2 separate regions of the Mus musculus genome follow, and region 2 is linked to region 1. The links are chromatin contacts, called in public Hi-C maps. All regions are on one chromosome and are shown on one strand. Each heading gives the region's core, a stretch centred on a gene start, on an enhancer-like site or on the middle of the called end of the contact. The rest is flanking DNA. Distances are from core to core; before and after follow the strand shown. Region 1 has its middle 19 kb from the start of Gm52427. Region 2 overlaps Gm34301 (a long non-coding RNA gene).

Region 1 (6,419 bases), core at 185-2,684:
GGTAATCTCAGCCCTTCTCATACATACTCATTTGGCCCAGCCTCCACTCCCTCACCGTGAATGGCTGTAGCCCCCCACTCTCTCTCCACTGTCTCCCCACTTCTCTTTTGTTTATATCCCATTTCAGGCTTAGCATAGCACCATGGCTGATTATAAGAATCCACACCATATCATGTCACATGTTCAAAGCCCTCTGATAGCTTTTGATCTTACTTTGGGTAGCCTCAGGACCTCCTTCCTTGTGGTCTTGCAAGCATGTGCAAAATGGTGCCTGTCTGTTATGCTTCCCAGATCTTCCTGGACTAAGGTCCTTTGTGCTTTGTCTACCTGGGACTCTCTCTCTCTAGTCATTTGCAAGGCTGCCCTCTTCATTTTTTCTTTTCCTTCTCCTACCCCCATAGCTCTACCCTGCTCCTCCTTAGTGTCAGCTGAGGGATCACATGTCCTTCTTCTGGGCTGTGTTTATCGCCTGTGCTATCCCTGTTGGAGTGTATGTCTCTGGTGGAAGCAATGATTTAGCTTGCCATGTTTTCATTGGTAACTCCTTGGTGCTTGGAACAGCACCTGGCACACAGTAGGCACTTTAAAGTATTTGTAAGATAAAAGATGGATACATGGATGGGTGAATGGATGGATGGATGGAGTGGCAGCCTTCTGGCTGTCATGCAGGCAGCATCTGAAAAACCAGAATACTGTGTGGCAGGAGCCTTGCCAGTCCTAGGACTGGGTAAACAGAGCCTGAAAGCTCACTGAGAATCCACCTTGGAATTCCGTTCTTTCGGCCTCAGTCTCTGCGTGGTCCTGACACAAAGAGTAAACAGTGTGGGGACTATATACCTTGCTCCTATCCCTCAGGACCTATGCTTGCCGCCTTTTGCCTGGCTACGTTTCAGTTCATAGGCAGCAATAGTTATGCAGGACTCACTCTTGGGACTATTACTCTTGGAACATCTAGAAACCTCATGAGCTTGCAGTGCCATGCCTGTTCCAGGAGCCTTTGGCATCCTATAGAGATAAAAAAGAGACATAGCACATCTGGAGCTGGGCTTGCAGGCCTTCAAGAACACAGGCCTCAGCTGAGTGAGCATGACAGTGTCTAGATGAAGTGCTTAATGTACCCAGCGATACAGGTCCTAAATGACATGTGTGTGCAGCTTGCACACCCATAAAATAGGCCAGTGATGCAAGGTCCTTGGGAGGATTAGATATCCCTCTTAGTGGTGTCCTGCTTCCCTGGAGGATCAGGATCCTTTGTGGGGATCTGGAAGAAGCTGGTGCCTTGCTGCTAAGATCCCACAGTTCCCGCGTGTTCCCATCTGGAACTCGGCTCAGTTACACGTGTCTTGTGGCTAGCTTTGTTTTCCTGATGGGCTCCTGAGCCCTTGGCTGCCTGCAGCCATTCTGAGATTTTTCTGTGAGGTTCATTAGCATTTGCTGGCAAGCTGAGATCTCATTACCCAGCAAAGAGACTGGCAAATCCCGGGTCTCTCCTGCCCAGTGAGCGGAGAAGCAGCTGGAGGGCCAGGCTCCAGCCTTGGCCTCGAGGAACCGCTCCTGATTGCTCGCCTTCACTCATCCACAGCTGTTTGCCTGTAAATTGAAGAGCTCAGTGGACGATCCAGTTCTGACAGCTGGAGTCCATGTGCTAGGTGTGATGGCTAACTGGACCGGACCGACTGCCTCATACGCCTACAGTTCTGCTTTCCTGCCACTATGAATGGACTGATGGTCTCCCCCCAAACTGTGAGCCAAAACAAGGCCCTATCCCTTTTTGGTTGTGTCTGTTGGGTATTTTGTCACTGTACGGGGAAAAGTAAGTGTCTAACCCCTGAGCTTCCTTCCCAGCTCTCAAGTGGTCTTTAAATGTCCTGTCTCAGAGCTGGAAATAAAAGCCTCCTCCCTATTCTCTCTTTTCAAAGTGGTGCCAATCATTTTGAAGTTTGGAGACGATTCATTTGTATATCCAAGGGGCCTCCCATGTCTCTGCTAGAGTGTTTTCTGATCCTGAGTATGTATGCTGGCCTGGGGGAAATCCCAGGAAGATGTCCAGATAGGACAATATGTAATGTGCAGACACACCCAGGATCACAGCCTGTTCACTTTTGGTGGGACCACTCTAGTAGACTTTCCATAAAGATGTTCTCTGTGGTCCCTGGGGGCCTTGACCCCTAGTTACCCACAATTCTCTGCTCAGTAAAGCATCCTTTTCTAGTATCCTCCCACGCCATTTCCCTAGTCCCTCATCATGAGGTGGCAGGCTGAATCTTGTGCCCTTCTAGAACTCACATTTAGAGTCCTAAGCCCCAGAGCCCTGACATGTGATTTGACATAGGCTTCTGAAGAGGCATCAAGGAACTGGAGAGATGGCTCAGTAATGAAACAAAATTGCTGCTCTTCCAAAGGATCCAGGTTGGGTTACCAGCACCCATGCCTAAAGGCTCACAACACCTGGAACCCATGCTCCAGGCAATCACACATTTGGCTAATGTGGACACAACTCACATGCACATACTCACATGCAAACAAAAATACCTATCCGTAATTGAAAATAATGAAGGTAAATGTTTAAAGAGGCAATACACTGAAAACAAGGCCATCACAATAGACTTAATCTAATCGCATGGATAGGTTACACTGGTAGGTCCTTACTGTGTATCCAAGACTGAGAGAGGCCTGAGGCTGAGATAGCAAGGTGTCTCTGCTTATGGTGGGCTTCCCTGGCTACTCCAGCCTCTAGACGTTAAAGGAGCACTAGGCCAGGCTGTGGTGGCATATGCCTTTAATCCCAGCACTTGGGAAGCAGAATCAGGCCTATTTCTGTAAGTTTGAGGCTAGCCTGATCTATAGAGAGAGTCAGGGGCAGCCAGGGTTATTATACAGAGAAACCATATCTCAAAATACACCTCCCCCCCAAAACAAGGAACAGAGCCCTAAGAGCCCCCAGTAGCTATTAAATACCTGATAAGTCCTTGCAAGAAGAGGAGAGTAGAACTCTAAAAGAAGAAGCAAGGTTGCTTGCAGAGAGAGATGATGACAGGAAGACACAGAGAAGGTGGTCCCGTGCAAGCAGAGAGACCTTAAGAACCCAAGCCCACCCAGGTCTTCACCATGTAGTTCTAGTTTGCATAACCATGGGAGGACACTTGCCTGTTGCTTCTACCCCCAACAACATTATTTTGTTACAGTGTCCCCAAATAAGCCCCTCAATCAAAACTCTTTGGCTCAGTGTATACTCTTTATTTGTTTGTTGTGGGTTGAGAGAATGAAGCTGGAAGACACAAGACCTCCTTCCCTTTCTGCCTGCCTCTCTTCCCACAGGGTCTCCTCAACTCTGTATTCCAGGCTGGCCTCAACTCATTATATAGCCCAGACTGTGAGATGACAGATGTGAGCCACCATGCCTGGCTGAAAAGGAAAAAAAAAAAAAAAGGCCTTAAGACTCAGGGAGAAGTCAGTGTCACAGTCAGGTGTTTAAGGTGTTAAGGGCCTAGTCCCTGTTGTTGACTGTAAGAGCAGTTTGAGAGAAGGCTCGCTTGGCTTGGCTTGGCTTGGCAGTAAAGGAGATAAAGATATTAAGGCCTGGACCATGTTTAAAACCAATGTTGAATTCACCTTCTCCTATTCTGACTCGGGGCTGCCTCACCTAGAGGAACTGGGATCACGTGAAGAAGTATACACCAGGAGGTGGGTCTGGGATAATGTGCATTTACGCAGCGCACGAATACAAATGCTTTTATTCGCATGAAATTGCTTCAGAATGAAGGGCTGCTTGAAAACTGACCCCCAAATGGAGCATTTTATGTTACAAAATAAAATTGCATCCCTTCGGCTTTGAGAAAAAATGCATATTGCCCTCATCTGAAATGTGGTGATAATTATATGCCACGTTATTCATCTTGTGTCATTTCTGGTCACATTCAGCATTTGGCACAGAGGCAATTTAGGGTGTGCTGAAAACAAAGGCAGTCACGCAAAAGGCACCGGGAATATATTCTAGGCAGCCAAGGTGACTGGTACAATGTGGGAGTGTTACCCCCCCTCCCCCCGCGCTCCCCATGACACAACGGCAGTTACTGATTTCCTCCTTGTAGGAGGACCAACTTTGACTTACTTTTTAGGGAAAAGAGAAGAGAAGAAGAGAGGAAAATGAGAAAAGAAAAATGGGTTAAAGAATGAAAAGCTGTCAGAGGGGGAGCTGGGTATGTGGAGAGGGGCAGAGGAATGAGGGTCAGCTGAGGGACTTATTGCAATGGTGTGAGGATGGAAGCCACAGGCTGGGCTTGTTGTGTGTTTGGCGATAAACTAGTACCCAAACTACCAAACTTAGCAACTTAAAATAGCAAACATCTGGGGGCCCACAGAGGGGCATCCTGGGCTACGCTGAGGACCAGACTGTCTCGTGCAACTTCAATAGCAACTTCCTCTCTTCCACCTACTCTCAATGACAACTTTGTCAAGCTCATTTCCTGGTATGACAATGAATACGGCTACAGCAACAGGGTGGTGGACCTCATGGCCTACATGGCCTCCAAGGAGTAAGAAACCCTGGACCACCCACCCCAGCAAAGACTCTGAGAGCAAGAGGGAGGCCCTCGGTTGCTGAGGAGTCCCTGTCCCAACTCGGCCCCCAACACTGAGCATCTTCCTTACAATTTCCATCCCAGACCCCCATAATAACAGGAGGGGCCTAAGGAGCCCTCCCTACTCTCTTGAATACCATCAATAAAAGTTCGCTGCACCCATCAAAAGAGAAAACTAACAAACGTTGATGATCTTCTAGTTGGAAGAGTGTGAATGAAGACTGGAAACACCGGGAAGTTCGGATTCAGGGTCTCTCAAGAGATTACAGGTGAGACACTGCCCAAGGCCACAGAGAGCTGAAGTCCCTTCAGTATCTGGAGGAGCTGCCTCCGAGGCTGCTGGTAGGAGTCTTCAACATGTGTCCTTCTAGGGTGGCCCCCTGGCACCTCATGGGACTGTTGGCGAGAGGTCTCAGAAAAGTTTGCTTCCAAACTCATTCACACCACTACTGGTGTGTCTTGATCCTTGCCCGGCAGGCCTCTCCATAGGTTGCCAGTGCCAGCTGGTGACCACATTTATGCTCAAGAAAGTGATAATTGCTTGTGTTTAGCTAGTTTTGTCCTTTTGTACAGGCCAGGACCCACACCCAAGCTATGGTGCTGACCACTTTTGGTGTGGGTCTTCCTTGTGCCTCAATTAACATAAGTTAGATAATCCCTCATGAGCTCCACAGGTGTGCCTGAAGGCTCACCTCCTGGCTGATTCTAGATCCTTTGAAGTTGACAATGAATGCCGGCCATTACAGAGCCCAGGACACTCAGTCACTGTTTTTGCAAACTAATCTCAGAAGTACTCTGCAGCCATTTCTCCTCTGTTCTGTTGGTTAAAAGAGTTCTTTAGCCAGTCTAGCCTTAGAGGAGGAGGTGGGGGAAGGGAGTGGGACTATAAAGGTTGAGTACCAGAGGTAGGGGTCCTTGGACCCTCTCAGAAGCTGCCTGTCATCGTTCTTGGACAGTTTCACCATCCAGGAAGATCATAAACGAAAAACGACTTCGAGAGTGGAACTTAGAAGATCTTGTCTCTTGTCTTGATCTTTCCATTGTCTGTCTCTGTCTCACAGACTCAGTTTCCCCATCTGGGACAGAGGGCCAGTAGTGTTGACCATAGGTACAGTTAGCTGAGTGACTTCAGTTGCTAAATGCTACAAGTTGGAAGGAATTGTAATTGGTGGGTTACTAGAACATTTTTTTCCTGGATCCTCGATATGTATCAGGAGACCTAGGGTCTAAAGGCGGGGATCTTTCTGCTATATAGATGATGATGTTTTTAGTAAGATGGGCTTTCCTGGCTTTTTAGCTTCTAATGTCTTAAGGACCAGAGCAGCAAATGCTTAAATAATTGTTAAATTACCAAATAGCTTCTTGCTGACACTGGGACCCCAGTACAAGGTACAGTAAACAGTGATCAGCAAACCACATCTCTGGAAGCCAGCCTCTCAAATCCCAGCATGGTCTCGTTGACTCCTCCCTTCTCTTAACTGTCCCAAATGTGGAAAAAAAAATCCTTCCCTAGTTAGGTATTGCTGGATCTGCATAGTTGGTACGTACCTCTTTTCAACTTTTGTGTGTTTGCTGTTTCCTCCTCTGAGAAATTAGTAAGTAGTTACTGATGCTGTGAGGCCTGTTGGCCAACAGTCCTAGGAAGAAAAGAGGGTGGGTAAGAAGTTCCAGGCCCAACAGCAGCAAGGACAGATTCCCTACTTGGCTCCAGGCCTGGCTGGCAGGTTGTGCTGTGAGCACCATGAGAAAGGACCAGTGGCTTCTGGTGCGGGTCACAGTCATTTCCCTGGAACTCCCAAGGTGCTCTGGGGTGTGCTGTCACCAGGAAGGCTAAACAAA
Region 2 (6,441 bases), core at 3,098-5,597, 91 kb before region 1:
GGAACCTAGGGTAGGAAGCTGGAGAGGGGCACTGAAGCCCTAGAGGAGCACTGCTTACCAGCTTGCTCCCTCTGCCTTGGAAACAGATGTAATCTTCATTTGTTTAAAATATCTTACATGCATTTGTTTCTGTGTGTACATGCCATGGTATGCAAGTGGAGGACATGATTCTATCTTTCCAGGGCTCCAGGGATCTAATGCAGGTCACCAAGATTGGCAGCAAGTGCCTTTACCCCATGAGTCACCTCTCCCCAGACTCTGTAACAGAACTTTAGCCTTGTGATTTAAAGGTAAAAGGAATTTAAAATATGACTTCCTTCCTGATCCATCAATCACCTAGCTTGGGCGTGGTCCTGGGTTTAATTCTTAGTATGTCAAATAAGTAAATGAACAGGATAGCTAAAATCACTTATTTCTTTGAGACAGTGTTCTTTGTAGTCCATGCTGACTTCAAACTCAATGTGTAGCTGGCTCTGAACTCCCGATCCTTCTGCTCTAACCTGAACTGGGATTACCACCCTGTACCACTACACTTGGCTTAAAAGAATTAGATATTTTTATTTAGCAAGCAGAGTTGCATAGTCTAAGACAGGGACACATTTGGCATGTTGACCAAATTCATTTGATTTACAGATGTTTATGTCCTTGGAAAGATTTCACTTCTCACGGTCATCAATTTGTCCATCCAGGGATCCATAATTAAATAAGAAAACAGTAAAAATTCCATATATGAAGGGGCCACATTATGTAGTGATGAGAAACATTTAACTAAACTTGTTGAGTTTGCCTTGAGTGAGTTTTTATCCAAAGTCTCCTCCCCCAGGAAAATAGTTGCATTTATTTTGATAAAAATAGCAAGGCCAATAAACTGAAGCTAAAGACTTGTAAAAGTCTTAAAACACTGAGCACTGAGTCTTAAAATAACTTAGTCTGTCAAAGTACTTGCTTAGCTTGTGAGGTACCTGGGTTGCCACCGGGGTGGGGGTGGGGTGGGGGGTGGGGAGGAGCTAGGTTAGGCATGAATGAAGAAATGAAGTCTTATATGTTCTGTATTCTTCTGAAGTCACATATATTGCAGTTTTCAAACAATAGCCTGACTTTTCTGACACACTTCCCTTTGTGGGAAGGGTTTGCGTCCTTTCCCTTTCAATCTGGTCTCTGTGACTGCTTAAGCAATATATTATTGCACAGATCACACCACCATAGGGTGCTCTTTCTGTAAATCTCTCTCTCTCTCTCTCTCTCCCTCTCTCTCTCTCTCTCTCTCTCGGCGCGTGTGCGTGCACACGTGTATACACACACACACACACACACACACACACACACACGAGCTCAATGTGTGTGAATTCAGGCAGGCATTATGGAGTTTTAGAGGACAACCTCTGGTGTTGGTCCTCACAGGGTCTCTGTTTACCTTTGGACACCAGGATGTCTCCATCTCCCATTTCATTGGAGGAATGCTGGGACTACAAAATCAAGCAGGGTACCTAGCTCCTCGCTCTTCTGGGGTATGGCGCTCTGGAGTCAGAGCCTCGTGATTGTGTGTCAAGTGCTTAATTTCCAGCCTCCCCCACCCCCTTGAGACAGAATTTTGCTGTGGGGACCAGAGTGGCCTTGAGGTTAGTATCCTCTCTTCTCCTGAGTGCCGAGGTTGCAGGGATAGGCTGCACCTGGCTCCATTCAGGGTTTGCTTAATACAGGTGAGCAGGCCCAGGAGCATTTATAGATCTAAACTGCTACTCAAAGAAAGAGGCCAAAAAGGCTTTGGGGAATCTTTAAGCTGGGAAAACTCTTCTGAATCTGCTTCTAGGCTTAGGCTTTAAGTAACTGGCAACTTCCATTTCCTCTCTCTTGGGATGCTCAGCTCTTGGCCCAGAGCCACCATGCTGTAAGGAATCCCAAGCCACCCTGTGGTGCGGCCCACATGGAGGAGAAGCACAGGCCTGCCAGCTCTGAGCGTGCACCATCCTGAGAGTGGAGCTCAGTGCAGCTCCCCTGACCCACATGACACCACAGCATGCTCTGGGCCCCACACTAGATTCTGAGCCAAATAAATGAGTCTTGTTTTAGACCACCAACCCCGGGGTACCTTAGTAATAAGTAACAAAGTAACTTAGACATAGCAGAGTGCACAGATCTTAAAGGTTCTTTTCATATGTTTATAAAACCATGTAATTGTTAACTAGGCTGCATAGAGAAGGTCCGCATCTTTCTAAGACAGTTCTCTTGACAAATAGTACCTGGACTCTGATTCTACTGATTACTACTACTACTACTACTACTACTACTACCACTACCACTACTACTTTTTTGCAAAGATGTTTCTAAACTTAAGTGAATGCAAAACACTCTCTTCAGCATACTGATGAAGTCAGTAACTGTCTCTGATGTGGAGGCCAGGAGAGTGGAAGGTCGGTGGAAGACAGGCAGACTTCAGTCTGTAGCCACTGGATAGTAGGTTGGCAGGAAGAAGCTGATCTGCTCTTAAATCTGTCAGCAAAGCCGCCTTGTAAAAAACCAAGCCCAAGAGGCAAGCGCAAGAGCATGGGCTGCTCTCTCAGTACCTGTGATCCACCTGGGATCGGAGCACCCCAGGCCCAATTTGTCCCTATCCCAAACAACAGAGGCCAATAAAGGCTTCGGGGAATCTTGAAACTGGGTGGAGAGAGGACCCCTCCCTCACTTCCCAATCTGCTTCACCAATTGCTTTACTCCAAACTGTGGGCTGATTTCCATTAATCACACTTGGCCCTAATTACCCTGGAGCAACCATTCTTCCCCTGGCCTGGAGCTGGAATTTTAAGGGGCTATTGACAAAGCAGGTCCGTGGGTCTAAACAATAGTGGTAGCTTCAGGAAAAGGCTGGGTGAGGTGTCCATCCCCGGTCCTTTCCATCTACACTATGGAAGTTCCAGGCCTGCTGGTGATCTCCCCAGGTAGGAACCTGAGTTCCTCCACTAAATAGATTTTCCTTTTGTTGTCACATTAATTTGCAACTCATTAATAGTGACAGAAGTGAGGTACTGCAACGATGTCATTTGCATATTCATGAGTGACTTATTATTAAACAAATAAGATTTTCCTATCTTCGCAGCACCCAAAGTAAGGCTGAACAGCACATTACACCGGCCCCGTGCTTTATTCTCTCTTTAATATGTTAATAGATGCAGTTGATTTCTTTAAGTAAATACGCATCTATAAAACAACACGTACTTTATAAAAAAGAAATTTAAATAATAATCCATTAGCAAAGTTGGCAACAATTTAAGAGGAACAACCCATTAATACTAACGCGTGGGAATCAATTTGCGAATTTTTAACTCGGGTGGTGGGTTGCGGACGATTGAGGGGGAGGACTGCAAGTGTTGTGTGAGCTTAAAAAAAAAAAAACATTTTAGTGAGTTTCAGGAGACAAGGACTGAGATCCTTTCCATGTTTCGGGTGCCGGCTCCCCGGAGGTGGAAAACTGTCCGAGTCTTCACCTCCACACCTGCCTTTTCCCTGCGTCCTCTGGAGATCCGAGCCGTGGGCTGACATCTAGCACGTGGCTTTCCACCGGGCCCCTAGGCTGCCCAGCAGCACAGAGTTAGGCGGGGTGGGGGTGGGGCAAGGCCTGGCGTCTAAGCGCCTCTCCTCCCGGGGCTGAGGCTGGGGCTCTCCCCTCCTGCCCTCCATCCCTCGACACCGGCTTCATCACAGCCGGTTCTTTCCAGCTAGGGTCAGGGTGGCCTCCCCCCGCGGTGTCGCGGAGCTCAGGGCCAACCGCGCACCCTTATCTCGGCCGAGTCAGACACTCGCCGCGCGGAATCTGTTGACATTTACTATTGTTCGCAGGAGTCCGGAGCGCCGGGCGGGAGCGAGCGGGCGGGCGGGCGGGGCGAGCCGAGGGAGGGCCGCAAGTGGGAGGCCTGCGCTCCACGTGTGTGCGCGCGCGCGCGTGCTCGCCGGGGGGGTGGGGAGGGCCGTCTGCCTGGAAAATAAAAGTGGCCGGCGGGCCCGGAAGCTTCCAAAGCCGGCTGAGCGGCCCACGCCGGGAATTGAAGTGGTGGCGCGCGGGGGTGGGGTGGGGGGAGGTGGGTGCAGGAAGGAAGACTGGGCAAGCGGGCCGTGGGCTCGGCGGGGGAGGGGTGGGGACAGCTCCAGCCGCACGGCCCCCGGTGACCCACAGGACACAAGTGCATTTGTGCCTAGCCGTGGTAGGGATTAAAGTGCCATACGGCCCGAGCGAGGGGGGCGAGGCGGGTAGAAAACAACCAGCGCGCACAAAGCGCGCATTGTTCCAGCCACCTCCATTATGCCGCGCTGCAGCCAAGAGCCTGTTTCGCAACTGCCGTCCCGGCGATTGGGCGCGCGCGCGTACACACACACACACACACACACACACACACACACCTCCCTGACCAAGGCAGGGTGCACTCCATCGGGACTGGGAAGGGCTGCCCGGGTGGGTTGTGAGTAATGGGGACTCGCGGGTATCTTGAAGAGCTCGGCTGAGCTCTTTATCGGTTTTCGTCCTCGTCTTCTCGGCACTTTTCGTTTTTTTCTGGCTCCTGCCCCGAGCGCACCCCGGAGCGAGGAGCTTCCCCTGGGGAGGAGGCGACGGCGGGGGTGTGAAGTGGAGAGGGCGCGCTCTCAACCGCTGTCACCCGCGGATCGCAGCCCCAGGCGCACAGCGCTCGCCTGCTCTGCTGAAGACACGTGCGCAGCAGGAACGGGGACAGCATCCTTGCTTTCCAAGGAGAGGCTCCGGGAGCACCCACTCCAAGGCTTCCTGGCACTCTGGGACTTCCCCCTGTCGGGAGCGGAAGCTGTGGAATCCCGCACAGCGCTGCCTGGCCTGCCCGGGCGTGCGTGCCAAGTGGGCCAGCTCAGTCTCCTTTACACTAACCACACAGGGCCCAGGCCCTGGCCTCCTCTCTCTGTGGCATCAAGCGCCCTGCTTAAGCACGCTGAGAGGGAATTTAAGCCTGGGCAGCAACAGAAGAAGGTTCCCTTCTCCTTTGGGTGCAGAGTAGGGGGAGGACTAGAAGCCACCCCACTTTCCAGACCCCCTGCTGAGCCCTCTTGGTGGGCAGGTGGGGATCGAAGGCGCCCAGGCTCCGCAAGCTAGCGAAGTCTGGTTTCCTTTACGTTTTACAAGCTATAAATAAACTTCCCCTTGGGCGGATGAGCGCTGCGTCCAAGGGCGGCTTCCCGCCGAATCCGGCGGGCGGTTTACGATCTGGGCCAGGAGCTGGTCTTACGGCGGCCTGAGCCTAGGGTGGGGCGATGGCTCAGGGAAAGCTCAGAGGTCGTCCAGGAGTGGTCGAGTGACCCTCCTCTTCCCTGCGGGGCTGAGGCGCCTCAGCTCTGAGGGCTGGGGGTGGAGCCAGTTGATTTATGAGCCGTCACCCCACCCCGCCCCTCCCGTTTCACTTGTTTTCCTCATCTTCTCTAGCTCAAGCCCTGTTCCCAAAGCCTCACCCCGCAACCCTGCCCAGTGAGGGTTTGGCAACACCGGGCGGCTAGAGCACTGGCCGAGGGGCCCCGGGCGAGGAAGGGGGTGCAAGGGTGTGGGTGAAGCCTTTGGTGTTTTTTCATCCCTCCCACCCCACTCCCGTACCTCCTCCCAGAGCAGGCTAGCCAGCCTAGCCGGACAAAGCTGGGTGGCCAAAAAGCCTGAGAGGCTGAGATAAAGGGCTGGCCTCTAGGGGTGGGAAAATCCCAAGCGTTTGGGGTAGATCCCTGACTTTCTCAAGGTCACCGGGCGGGGGACTGGAACCATTGGCTCATACCAGAGCAGAAGCCATTGCATCAATCAGTTAACACCTTGCAAAGGTCTCCATCTCGCCGCCTCTTTAAGGGTGTTCAGTTTCCCAAGGAAGTACATAAAAGACAGGGCAAGGAAGGCACCGTGGGTCCCAAGACTGCTTTTCGTCATCGAGGGTTTGCTCTGCTTTGATGCTCACACTCACACTGTCTAGGTGGGAGGCCTGGCCTCCAACACACACGTGAGGACGATGTCTGTATGTGGGCCTAGATAGGAAGTGAAGAGTTGGAGGTGACTCAGGTAGTTGGCTACCTTCTTTCCATCTGAGATTTAGGAGAGGTGAGTTGGGAAAGCTCAAGAGAAGGCCCTCCTTAGCCTGGAACAACATCGTCCCTTTGCCCTCTGTTTGTTTAGCGCTTCCACTTAGCCTCCGCAGCTGGTGGCAGAGGGATTCCTGGCAGCATTAATCTCAGGACAGGATCCTAACCTTGATCCCTGGGGACACCCTCTCCCTCTCCATTCTCTGAGCCAAAAGTCACAGCGTACTAGTGCCCTACCACCATCACCTAACCGGACCAGGGGGAAGTTGGGGGGGTCTATAAAAGGGGACCTTTGGCAAGGTCTCCATTGTTCCTCGGGGGCTGGGAAGCTGACTCACTCTGAGCACAGAGCGATGCAGAGTGTTTTCTCGG

The links. A called contact is a pair of places that touch in the nucleus more often than the background predicts.
Region 2: a contact with region 1 is called in a Hi-C map of cerebral cortex, with 2.1 times the contacts expected there. The contact joins two enhancer-like sites. A contact is called at or near these places in 3 of 484 Hi-C or Micro-C datasets (the N1E-115 cell line, cerebral cortex and nephron progenitors) and 4 of 115 datasets of contacts at active chromatin or transcription factors (all in embryonic stem cells).

What each region holds. Positions count from the first base shown.
Region 1 is chrX:11,911,211-11,917,629 of GRCm38.p6, reverse strand. It overlaps the pseudogene Gm14491. Among named protein-coding and RNA genes, the nearest start is that of Gm52427, 19 kb to the right of the region's middle. Within about 2 kb of position 1,434, at least 2 of the 459 cell types and tissues checked have an H3K27ac peak or open chromatin away from gene starts, as enhancers often do. A contact at or near this core is called in cerebral cortex, where this site is marked.
Region 2 is chrX:12,004,692-12,011,132 of GRCm38.p6, reverse strand. Gm34301 (a long non-coding RNA gene) reads right to left here. Exons shown (of 4, transcript XR_003953093.1): 4 at 6,397-6,441. Among named protein-coding and RNA genes, the nearest start is that of Gm34301, 5.8 kb to the right of the region's middle. Within about 2 kb of position 4,347, at least 320 of the 459 cell types and tissues checked have an H3K27ac peak or open chromatin away from gene starts, as enhancers often do. A contact at or near this core is called in cerebral cortex, where this site is marked.